Regions from separate parts of the Capra hircus genome. Here region 2 is linked to region 1. A link is a contact called in public Hi-C data. All regions are on one chromosome and are shown on one strand. The core of a region is the stretch at or near the end of the contact, and the rest is flanking DNA. Distances in the headings are between cores, read along the strand shown. Region 1 has its middle 26 kb from the start of IL10. Region 2 overlaps FCMR (fas apoptotic inhibitory molecule 3).

Region 1 (6,575 bases), core at 3,573-6,072:
TCAGTGCTCTGAAGGCTCCATCCTGGCTTTGGGAGATACTGCAAGTGGCCACCCTCCGATCAGCTACATCCAGGGGACCCAGGTCATGTGGCTTCCAGGGTCACAACACACTGGGAAGACATTACAAATGGTTCCCCAAGTCAAACAGCTCGGCCTCCCTGAAGACCCCTGCCCAGCTGACGGAAAAAGCTCCTCTCTCCTGAGTTCCCATGGCACTTTATTTGCCCCCTTCTATGGCACGTTTGTTTCCTACCTTGTGTGAGTATTGCTTTTACAAACATCTTATCCCCCATCCCATGTATCGCTAAGCTTCTTTCTTATCTTTATATACCTCACAGCTTGTGCAGAAAACCTGGGCAGGTACTGAAATAAAGAAAGTTTTTAAGAGGCTGAAGTAACTTGGCCAAGTCATTTATTTCGCTGCACTGTGTTGAGTTGATTCAATTCAATTCATTCAATCGATTAACTTATACAACCAAATTTTATTGAGCGCCTTCTGGATTCTAGGCACTGCCCTGGATGTGCAGAAGCTATAGCATCAAACAAGACACGGAGAGTTCTCACCCCACTGAGCTTTCAAGTGAGTGGAGATCATCAGCAAACTAGACCATGCACAGTGCCCAGGCAGAGATGTGTCAATCTCTGGCACTGCCTTGAGGAGCCCACCTTCCTCGGGGGTCTCAGACGAATCATCGGATATATTCCTGGGTGACAGGACAGGGCTGTCAAAGGAAGAAGGAGAAGTGCTGTCAGACTTCACAGAGAGAGTGATTTACCACCCGGGGTAGAAGGAGGGAACTGAGGGAGGTTTCACTGAGAAGCGGGCCATGTGACTAAACGTGCAGAGTGAGTGGGAGTATGCCAGGGAGAGGGGTGTGTGTGTGTGTGTGTGTGTGTGTGTGTGTGTGTGTGTGTGTATGTGTGTGTGTTGAGGGGATTGGGGGCAGGGAAAAAGAAGGGAGAGTGACAGTGATAAAACCCTTCCAGATAAGCTGATGCAAAACAGATTTTAAGCATTATGGAATGGATGGGGATGCTGTTGCAGAGACAGCTGCAGTTTGAAAAGGCACGTGCGTCCTCTGCTCTCTGCAGCGCTGGTCACGACAGCGAAGACATGGGGGCGGCTGCAATGCCCAAGGACAGGTGAGGGGCAAAGAAGATGTAGCGTGTGTATGCATATAATGGGCATTGCTCAGCCCAAACAGGGTGAAATAATGCCATTTGCAGCAACATGGATGGACCCAGAGACTATCACACTAAGTGAAGGAAGCCAGGCAGAAACAAACATCATGTGATATCATTTATATGCGGAGTCTAAAAAAATGACAGAAATAAGCTTATTTACAAAACAAAGATAGACCCACAGACATAGAAAACAAATTTACGATTACGAAAGGGGAATGGGGGGAGAGGGATAAATTAGGATTTGGGATTAACAGATACACACTGGTGCTTAGCGCCCAGTCTCTCGGTCCTGTCTGGCTCTTGTGACCCCACGGGCTGCAGCCCGCCAGGCTCCTCTGTCCATGGGGTTCTCCAGGCGAGAGTACTGGAGGGAGCTGCCAAGCCTTTCTCCAGGGAATCTTCCAGACCCAGGAGTCGAACCCATGTCTCCAGCATCTCCTGCTTTGAAGACAGATTCTTTACTATCTAAGCCACCAGAGAAGCCCATGAATACTGGAGTGGGCAGCCTATCCCTTCTCCAGGGGATCTTCCCAACACAGGAATCAAACTGGGGTCTCACACATTGCAGGCAGATTCTTTACCAGGGAAGCCCTCATCTACACACTACGATATATAAAATAGATAACCAACAAGGACCTACTGTATAGCACCGGGAACTATACTCAGTATTATGTAATAACCTGTAAGGGCAAAGAATCTGAAAACGAATATGTGTCTGGATCACTTTGCTGTACACCTGAAATGAACACAACATTGTAAATAAACTATACTTCAATTAAAAAACAAAAGAAGGAGCTGCTGCTTCTGGAATATGGTGAGACATTCAGTGTTTATAGAGCACAAGGAACATGGGGAAGAGAACGAGGAAGTTAGCCAGAGACCTTGCCTAGCCTTGTATGCCGAACCAAGGAGGTGACAGGTATGTATCAACGGCCAGCTGCCCTGGCAACTGGAGGGCAAGGATGTTGGCTGATTCTGGCATGGGACCTGGCAGAGCCTGGGGACCAGCAATAACTCTAGGCCAGGAACATATTCTAGAAGGCCCCAGGATGAAGCATTACACTGGCCTTGGGGTTGCTGACCTCTGGCTCAGAGAAAGAAGGCTGGATGATGAGAAGAAGTTTTCACTCCCAAATTGCAACCTTCCTCAGAAAGCACTAAATTTTCCCACTTTTATTCCCTGACGAATGTAGTGAGATTTTCTAAATCTTGCAATTGAATTTCAAGAGATCAAAAGAAAAGCTGTTCATTTGTAGTTTTTCTTTTTTTTTTTTTTAAAGCCAGCAGAACTGGGGGCTGCCATACTCACATGTCTTATAACCCTATAGTCCATGACCCCTCGTCTCAGTCCAGTCACCAAGTCCTGTCTGACTCTTTGCAACCCCATGGACTGCAGCACGCCAGGCCTCCCTGTCCATCACCAGCTCCCACAGCTTACTTAAATTCATGTCCATTGAGTCGGTGATGCCATCCAACCATCTCATCCTCTGTTGTCCCCTTCTCCTCCTTCCTTCAATCTTTCCCAGCATCAGGGTCTTTTCCAATAAGTTACCTCTTTGCATTAGGTGGCCAAAATATCCGAAAAGACAAAAAAGTTCTGTAGAAACTGCTCCTGTCCTGGGATGCTGTTCCTCATGGGACCTCAGGGGTGTTCTCCCTTATCCCAAGATACCTGGGCAGAGGTGGATCGTGGCCAACTTCTCGAGACCGTTCCATGGTCAAAGTCACACCCTGGGTCCCTTCCACCTTTCCAGCTCTGCCTCCACCCCCTCCCAACTCCAAGTTAACCTCCAGCCGTATTGGCTCTCTTGCTAATTCCGATGTTCGGGTCTCCAGGACACTTGTAGACAACTTTCCCCCTCGTCTCTGTCTGTCAAATATCCTGTTCCTGTCAAATACTCCTGTTCCAGGTCAAGCCCAAATGTCCTTGTCAATGTGGAGACTTCCCCAGCCCATCTGACCCAAGAGCTCCCCCTTCTGTATTCTCTCAGCAGTTTAGACTCACCTCTGTTACTACATATATTACAGCCTTTTGTTCTTATGTTAAGTCAGCTGAATTTGTTGACTAAATCTCAATCATCTCTGTATCCCTAGGCCCTAGTAACTGTACCTGACAACCAATAGGCTCTTAATAAATACTGTTTTTTTTAAAAAAATAATTAATTTTAATTGGAGGACAATTACTTTACAATATTGTGACGGTTTTTGCAATACATCAACAGGAATCGGCCATGGGTAAACATGTGTCCCCCACCTCCTGAACCTCCTCCCACATCCCTCCCCACTCTATTCCTCTGGGTTGTCCCAGAGCCCCGGCTTTGGGTGCTTTGCTTCAAGCCTCGAACTTGCACTGGTCATCTCTCTTACATATATTTCAGTGCTATTAGTTCAAGTCTTCCCACCCTCGCCTTCTCCCGCTGAGCGCAAAGGTCTGTTCCTTCCGTCTGTGTCTCCTTTGCCGCCCTGCTGGTAGGATCATCGGTACCATCTTCCCAAGTTCCATACAGACGCGTTAATATACGGTATTTGTTTCTCTTTGCGACTTACTGTGTTTGTTGGTGAGGGGTGGTTTATCTCAGCATCTCATCTATCAGGGTTGGGTAGTATAACGATGACTTTGGGAAGAATTCCAACAGCAGAACATGAGGAAAGGGCATCACAGGTGGAAGAAGCAGTATGAGCAAACTCTCCAAGGAGGGAAACAGGCAAACACGGGAGCCTGGAGGGAAGGAGAGGAGAGGAGAATGACAAGGGCCAAGCTCCATACGCCTTGCTGGACCAGGGCATTGTGATTTTGTCCGAGGGGGCTGCGATTCCCAGAGGAGGAGACTGAACCATCGAAAGGTCAGTCAGCTCACGGGCTGGGGATGGAGATGGGATTGGATCAAACCTGTTCGGCTCTGAAGCCCATGACCGATCAGAGCCTTTGGGAAGAGTAAGCCACTCAGGTTGGCTAGAGCCTGGAGTCAGCGAGGAGGAGCAAGAGGAGGGAAGCGTGGAAGGACCATCTTAGAGAGCTACATTACTAACGGTATCTCGTGTTGTTGGGCTGCCTATCGTGTGCCACAACCTATGTCAGGCACTTTAAACATGTTATTGCAGGAAAACGATAGCGGTGCTATTACGTGATCAAGCCCACCTTACAGGTAAGGGAACTAAATCTCAGAGAGGTTCAGTAATTTGCCCAAGGTCACACAGCCAATATGTGATGGACTAGTGACTAAACTCGGACCTTTCGATTCCACAACCCACTTCACTGCGAAAGAATTTAGCGAGTGAATCATCACTTAATACTTCAATTCTGAATGATATAATGGGGTATGGACTTTTTCTTTTTTTAACTTTACATAAGCAAGTTCCAAGCCTAGGCTTTTCTTCCAACACCATCCTTTCCTTCCTGTGTTTCTGCTCACTAAGCCTATTTTCTTGCCCTGTGCCCTCTGCCCAGATGGATAGAGCTGGACTCCAGGCAAAGTGAACTGCTCGCTTTAAAAAAAAGACCAATTTTCTGGCAGATTAGAACTTTTCTTGAGAACGAGAATGGGCAGGAAGGTGAGAAAAATGTACAGAAAAAATAGGGGACCTTGGCCCAGATCTCAAGAAGAGATGGAGAAATGGCTTTGGGAGGGCGGGGGAAATTGTCACTGTTTTCATATACATTTCCTTTTTAGGCATTTAGTCCTGAATGGGTGAAGTTCAAAATCAGCTTCAGTCAGAATTACCTGCTCCTGCTTGTTCACAAGGCAGGTTTTCTGCCCCTACCCCAGATATTCAGATTTTTAAATTTTTGGTGAAGCCCAAGAGTCTGTCTTTCTAAACAAGCACCCCAAAGATTTTATAAATAGAGAACACAGCCTTCAGTGACATGGTTACACCCATGGGCTTTAGCCATTTAGTGTGGAGAAAATGTGAGGTGCCAGGAACTTGGGGCTGGATGGCTTCCAGGTTCCTTCCCCAGTCACAGGCATTGACCTGTAGGCTTGTGTAGGAGTCCAAGTCTTTCGGAATTAGTGATGTGGTTACAGTAGCAACGTGACTCTGTGGATGGAGGAAGGTGCGTCGGATGTGAGAGTCTCCCTCCATGAGCCCATGTGCGTCATCTCAGTCACAGCTTTACTCTCAAAAACAAGTCATTTTTGCTCCTGTCAGCATCTTGGCCTGCAGTGGAGGGCAAGCTGAGATGCAGAGGCCCAGACACAGGCTTCAGGTGATGCTTCGGGGCTTGGCTGCGGCTGGGGGGAACAGGAAAGTATTAGTCGCCTGGCTCTAGGTGATTAAAAAGTATGACTTCAAAAAACACTGCCAGAGGAGATAAGAGCTATCCGCTTACATGAATTTTAGGGACTGTAGTATTTGGGGTTTTACTTTTTATTACCAGAGATTATAGAGGTCAGAGCTCTCCAAGGAAGTCAGTTTCAACCTGGATGCACTTCCAAACAGTCTGAAGCTTTAAAACATGGAGCCGTCCAGACCTCACCCCAGATCTACCAAATTCAGGGTTTCAGGGCCGGTACTTAGGAATCTGAGTGAAGCTCCCTGGATTCTGGAGCAGCTGCTGGACTGTCACTGCTCCAGGGACTGGAAGACACTCCAGAAAGGTGAAAGAGAAAATCAGTCCAGCTTGAATATTGCAATATCAAGTCATCTGTACTTTCCTTGCCCCATCTTTGTCCTTTCCTTTCCATCCCCACCATTACATGGCAGGAAGCTCAGAAAAGCCTCATCTCTCATTTCTCCTATAAGGCAACACAGGGATTTATCTAGCTGTGTACAATCCAGAAGGGGTTGATGCATTCGGATATTGTACATATATTAATTTTCGTTACGTTTAAACATGGCTTGCTTGCTAATAACACTGGCCTGCTGACTTTGTGGATGACTTTGTAGGATGTGGGCTCCCAGGCCCTGGAAGTCACAGAACCACGTTGGGCGACTTCTGTTCGAGCCATGGTTTGGAGAACCTGTGCTGGAAGAGCTGGACAAATGAACCCTGAAGTCCTTCCTGACACAGGCATCCCACAGCTTCAGTGTCAACCATTTCAAGTGTTCTTTTCTTGACTTTCGTGTTTTCTACACCTCCATAGATTCTTTACCCAGATATAAGCCCCAGGTTGGGTTCATCGTAATCAAATGGGTAGTGAGAAACCGAGAGTGACTAGCGATGGAAGGAATTAGAGCGTATGAAGTCTCCCGAGGGTGCATCACTTGAATCACACGCTGCATCTTTCGTCTCAATAACAAGCTCTTACCGATGTCATCATCTTTCCAGGGACGACTCAGCCAGGAAGAGCTTTGGTGTACCTTGAGAAAGTCACAACATAGAGAGGCACACGTACCTGTGTTCGTTGTGATACTATTTACACAAGTAACCTAAATGCCCACTGACAGGG
Region 2 (6,129 bases), core at 3,528-6,027, 110 kb after region 1:
GGTCAAATAGACCACGGCTAAGATAGTACTAGGCTATAGAAGAAGGATAAATAGATAACAAAAGCTATTCTATTTCTCAAAGAGAGAAAATGCTGGAGTCGGGGTCCTTACGTGGATCAAGGGAGGAAGACCTAAAGAGGTTATCCACGTGTGTCACTAACAAGGATGGTTCTGAAAATTTACAACCCTTCATCACATCCAAATAAACTGCCATCACCAGAGGACTCCAGACAAACAGAAGATCACTAGTAAGTGCTAGCCCTAAGACTGGGGCAAAGAGGTTGCCAGGGGTATTTCATACCAAGGTCCCTTCCTAGCTCAGGGCTGAAGCGTGTCTTCACAGGGCAGTCCAGGTACCTTCTGCCGGTGGGGAACTCAAGCTTTCAAAGCAACAGCTATGCCTCCACTCCAGCCCAAGGCCATGTGGTCTAGAGCCAGGGGAGTAAGGACCCTGTGATCAAAAAGACTCTGCAAGACCATAGCCTGTCACATGGTTTGGAGAGGAGGCAGGTGGCATCAGGGCAAATGCTCTGCATTCCCAGAGGCCACGTGAAAACCACCGGGGGCTCAAAAGTGTGTAAGGAGAGCTGGAGGAGGGGAGACTGATCAGTGCTTGGGGCAAACAGGCAGGGACGAGACTTGAGGTGGGGAGGTAACGAGGCTTCTGAAACAGATGGAGTGGGTGTTGGGAACCAGCAGACAGACAAGACTCATTGACACCAAGGTCTGGGCCCAGGGGCACAGCTGGAGAGGTGAGTCAGGCAGGCAACATTGACGTAGTCATTGGAATCAGTGTCCTCCACCTGGGCAGCAGTTTGGTGGCAGAAGCTTACATATTCACAGTCGATCTTCAGAGATGGGACAGGGAGCCAGGGAATTTCAGGTACCTGGAAACAACCAAAGAAGCATCCCTGGGTTTGGGTAGGGTGACTATAGTATCCACAGTGGGCAATGGTGGGGTGGGGGTTGCAGTCCTCCAGAAGGCAAAACGCAGAGGTGGTTGAGCTCCATCAGGTGGCTCAGCCCTGGGGATTTTCAGGGTGGTGCCTCATGCTCTACATAACTAGAAAACACTTTGATCTAATACGGCAGGAAGTGTTTTAAATGGGGCTCAGACAAAAATCATGTGACTAAGCATGGGTCTGGAGGAGAACCATCCACCAGAGGAGTTTCCCCTCTGGATTAGATGATGTGACTTGTAGGATAAATATGCATCTTCTCAGGGAATTATTCAGAAGGAGGATGAATCATCCTCTGCACCTCCATAGGCCTTTCATTTCCTGGAGAGGCTGTGACGTGATGGGACAGTGCATTCCAGGAAGGAGTGGGTGGTTGAAGGGGAGGAAGGTAGCAGGCTGTGTAGAGCTCCACTTCCCCGGAAAGAAACTTCAGGATCATCTGCCTTTGGGATGGATCAGTTCTCGGAGGGCAGGGCTATGCCATGACCCCAGCATGGCATAACTATTGTGACATCCACCCAGGAAGGCTGCAGCAGGGAGAGTCGCATATTTTTAACACAACCACTGAGAACTAGAAGTTCAGCCCCCTGAACAGAGCAGGCACTGAGTAAGTGCTCACTGAAAGGACCTGTTCCTTTCTGTACTTTACCAGAGAGGAATTGGGCAGCAGCTTGCTTCAAAAATGTATCTCCCACTGCCTGTTATGGTTCATCATTTGAGACTGATCTGGCTTAACCATTTTAAAAAAGTCGCTCCCTGTGAAGGCTTAAAATACTCAAGTCATTTATCATAGGCACTTTGTTGTGAATTTGTTTCATCAAGATTTTTTTATCCCTGATAGCAGGAGTGTGACTTTTAAGCAGAGAGGAAGGGTAAAATTTAAGCAAGGTAAAGGCACCTAGATAGCATAATCAAAAGCAGAGACATTACTTTGCCAACAAAGGTCCGTCTAGTCAAGGCTATGGTTTTTCCAGTGGTCATATATGGATGTGAAAGTTGGACTGTGAAGAAAGCTGAGCACCAAAGAATTGATGCTTTTGAACTGTGGTGTTGGAGAAGACTCTTGAGAGTCCCTTGGACTGCAAGGAGATTCAACCAGTCCATTCTGAAGATCAGCCCTGGGAGTTCTTTGGAAGAAATGATGCTAAAGCTGAAACTCCAGTACTTTGGCCACCTCATGCGAAGAGTTGACTCATTGGAAAAGACTCTGATGCTGGGAGGGATTGGGGGCAGGAGGAGAAGGGGGCGACAGAGGATGAGATGGCTGGATGGCATCACTGACTCGATGGATGTGAGTTTGAGTGAACTCTGGGAGTTGGTGATGGACAGGGAGGCCTGGTGTGCTGTGATTCATGGGGTCGCAAGAGTCAGGCACGACTGAGCGACTGAACTGAACTGAACTGAACTGACAGGCCCACATGAGGCCATGTGTGGTCACAGAACAGTTTCAGAGAAAAGGGCTCAAATGGATATGAATTTGAGGAAACTCCGGGAGATAGTGAAGGACAGGGAAGACTGACATGCTGCAGTCCATAGGGTCACAAAGAGTCAGATATGACTTAGCGACTGAACAACAAAGGGTAGAGTTGATGGGCACTGCGGGGCCTACCCATGCTACTGAGAACTCCTCCAGCAGGGCTCAGCAAGGGCAAGCTCCAGAAGCTGGGCCAGATGGGGGCAGAGCTGTTGCCTGTTCCCAGGCATCACTCTCCCCTTTTTAAGCAAGACGCACAGGGATAGTTTTCAGCTTCCCTTGAACACAGGTGTGACCATGTGATTAAACTGTGCCCAGTGTGAAACTTCAGGCTCCTGGTCTTAAAAAAGCAACATTCTCTTTCTCCCTCTCATGTGCTGGGATGCATACATGGTGCTAGTGATTGAGCATCAACCACGGATGAGGCAAGACTCCGGGGGATGGTGGAGCAACAGTCAGAAGGCCTCTGAGGCCCCGGATGACGCCATGGCTCAGGCCACCTCCTCCTGGCTCCCTGTCTTCACTTTTGAGGAAAACAGGCTTCCATCTTGTGAGCCCTGGGGTTTAGCGTTTGCTGCAGCAGCTTAGCCTACACCCTAATTAAATCAGGGACATTTGCCACACTTAGTTTTCCTGGTTCTGGAAGCAATAATGTTTCTGCTACTGTGGATGCTTTAGAGAATAAAATGTTCTCTTCTTAATTGGGGAAGACAACGAAGGATGAATAGTTTAACATTTTTTCATACACCCGCCAGTGGCCATCAATAGAAAGACGAGAGAGAGAGAGAGAGAGAGAGAGAGAGAGAGAGAGAGAGAGAGAGAGAGAGAGAGAGAGGGAGAAAATGACTTCCCTACTCCACATCTAGATTTCAAGAGGAGTCTTTCTCACTCAAAGTGTTGAATCTTATCTGTACAGTCTATGGAATTCTCTAGGCCAGAATACTGGAGTGGGTAGCCTTTCCCTTCTCCAGGGGATCTTCCCAGCCGAGGGACTGAACCCAGGTCTTCCACATTGAAGGCAGATTCTTTACCAGCTGAGCCACCAGGGAAGTCCATCTGTGTCTCTGCTGCAGCTGCTAAGTCACTTCAGTCATGTCCGACTCTGTGCGACCCCATAGACGGCAGCCCACCAGGCTCCCCCGTCCCTGGGATTCTCCAGGCAAGAACACTGGAGTGGGTTGCCATTTCCTTCTCCAATGTGTGAAAGTGAAAAGCGAAAGTGAAGTCGCTCAGTCATGTCCCACCCTCAGCTACCCCATGGACTGCAGCCTTCCAGGCTCCTCCGTCCATGGGATTTTCCAGGCAAGAGTACTGGAGTGGGGTGCCATTGTCTTCTCCCTGCTGCTGCTGCTGCTGCGGCTAAGTCGCTTCAGTCGTGTCCAACTCTGTGTGACCCCATAGACGGCAGCCCACCAGGCTCCCCCGTCCCTGGGATTCTCCAGGCAGGAGTACTGGAGTTGGGTGCCATTTCCTTCTCCCTCAGTTCAGTTCAGTTCAGTTCAGTTGCTCAGTCGTGTCCGACTTTTTGCGACCCCATGAATCGTAGCACGCCAGGCCTCCCTGTCCATCACCAACTCCCTGCTGCTGCTGCTGCTAAGTCGCTTCAGTCGTGTCCGACTCTGTGCGACCCCAGAGACGGCAACCCACCAGGATCCCCCGTCCCTGGGATTCTCCAGGCAAGAATACTGGAGTGGGCTGCCACTTCCTTCTCCAATGCATGAAAGTGAAAAGTGAAAGTGAGGTCGCTCAGTCGTGTCACCAACTCCCTAGGCCAGGCTTAATTGCCTCCAGTAAACAACCTCCTCTCATCTTAGAGGGCTTACGAGAAAGTACTTCCTCAGATGAAACGGGTAACTTCTACCCTCTTAAGACCTACTGGAAACTGAATCTCTTACACAGGAAAGCCCTTCTCGTATTTGTACAGTCGACATCTAGCATCCTCTGCTTAAGCTCTCATTTATCCCGTGAGAAATGCCTGGCCAGAAGCCAGGTAACTAAGTCTACCACAATTGTTGGGTAGCCGCCTACGGGCACCGTCCAAGGAGGAAATGGATACTCACTTCCCGAGGCAAGGACCCGCAGCAGCTGGGAAAGCCCGCGCCCTCCCACGAAGCCGAAGCTCAGCAAACGGCGCGCGGGGCCACGCCCAGGTCTGGGGCCGCCCTTTCGAGCCGCAGCTGCCAATCAGAGGCGGGGCGGGGCTTACCTGCGGCGGGCGGGGCTTACCCGCGGCGGGCGGGGCTTACCTGCGGCGGGGCGGAGGCTGCGGGAGCTCCGGGGCCTGGGGGCGGTGCCGACCCTCCACCTGAAGGAGACGCGGAGGGCGGCATGAGGGCGGGGCCCAGGGCCCAGCCCCGCCCCCCAGCTCTGCGGGGGGCCCCCGGGCCGTGGGCCCTGGCCCGGCGGTCCGCCGCAGTCCTGGAGGCGCGGGTCTCCCGGCTCGCGCTCTGCGCCGCGCGGTTTCTGCGGCTCCAGCTGGCGCGCCGGCCCCGGCCCGGCCCCCTTCTCCCCCACCCCACCCCGCTCCAACTGCCCCCCAACCCACCCCGCTCCCACCCCACCCCGCTGCCACCCCCCACCCCACCCCGCTGCCACGCATAATGAAGTTTATGCTCCATTCACAAAATCTAGCTCTTCTATCAATGACTAGGAAACCAAGAAGGTCTTTTTGACATAAAACATAAAGCAAAGGACAAATTCACTCAAATAAGCAATTCACTGCCTTTCTTTGAACCTCCATTTCTTTATCTAGAAAATGAAGCCGCAGTTTCTTTGGCTCCAGCTCGCGCGCCAGCCCCGCCCCCGCCTCCGCCTCGTCCCCCAGGACCCCCACCCCTCCAGTCCCGCCCCCCACCCCGCCTCGGCCCCCACACCCCTCCCCACTCCTCCAGCTCCACCCCGCCCCAACCCCCCTCGCCCCCCCCCCCACCCCCAGACCCGCCTCGCGCCCGCGCAAGCCGACCTTCTCCCCCCTGCCTGCCCGCACGCCCAGCCCTGCCCTCCTCCCTCCTGCCCGCAGGCTCACCAGCCGCGTCCACGCCGCGGGGCCGCCGAGGGCAGGCGCTGTAGATGTTGCTCGGCGTGCGTGGCCGCCGGGACACGCGCGGCCGCTGGGACCGGGCCCGCTGGGAGGCGTCCACCGTGGGCATCCTCACGGCCAGTCGGCGGACCCGCCTGGAGAGAGCTTATCAACCAAGCCGCAGGGACAGAAAAAGGAAGGAGGGTGTCAGAGGCCCGCACTCGCCCAGTCTTACAGAAAACTAAAGACGGCCCCCTGCCCGCTGTTTGGGAGCGTCTGACCTGAGGGTGCTCCGCTCGGAAGTGGCTCGGAACCCTCCACTTCAAGTTCGGGCCGCGCTCCTCACCGTCCCCATGTCCAGACAGCCGAACCCCATCCCGAGTCCCCCCAAACTCAGTCTGCTCATCCAAAGGTCCTGAGTGTCCCTGGGGGATCAGAGGGAGTTGGGTGCTCTGGGTGCGCTGTCACTGGGCCCGACCCACTCACCTTTCCGTCTTTGAACGATCCTTTTCGCCAGCAGCCCCAGAAGCGCCAACAGTATGAGACCCAGGATGGTGGGGATCAGGACGAAGACACCTTGGTCTTCCATCCCAGACGCAGCACCCGGGGCCTGGTTGGAGCCGCTGAGCAGGGGAGGAACGGGAAGAGGAAGGAGAGGTCAGGAACGGAGGGGGACT

What was found. Hi-C and Micro-C count contacts between places; a contact is called where the count stands out from the background.
Region 2: a contact with region 1 is called in a Hi-C map of blood, with 4 times the contacts expected there. The contact joins two enhancer-like sites. A contact is called at or near these places in 3 of 5 Hi-C or Micro-C datasets (blood and liver).

Annotation. Positions count from the first base shown.
Region 1 is chr16:3,940,984-3,947,558 of ARS1.2, forward strand. No RefSeq gene overlaps it. Among named protein-coding and RNA genes, the nearest start is that of IL10, 26 kb to the left of the region's middle. Within about 2 kb of position 4,823, at least 1 of the 5 cell types and tissues checked has an H3K27ac peak or open chromatin away from gene starts, as enhancers often do.
Region 2 is chr16:4,050,079-4,056,207 of ARS1.2, forward strand. FCMR (fas apoptotic inhibitory molecule 3) reads right to left here. Exons shown (of 8, transcript XM_018060103.1): 5 at 5,939-6,075; 6 at 5,459-5,617; 7 at 4,680-4,738; 8 at 1-887. The coding sequence ends at 711. Among named protein-coding and RNA genes, the nearest start is that of IL24, 8.1 kb to the left of the region's middle. Within about 2 kb of position 4,778, at least 3 of the 5 cell types and tissues checked have an H3K27ac peak or open chromatin away from gene starts, as enhancers often do.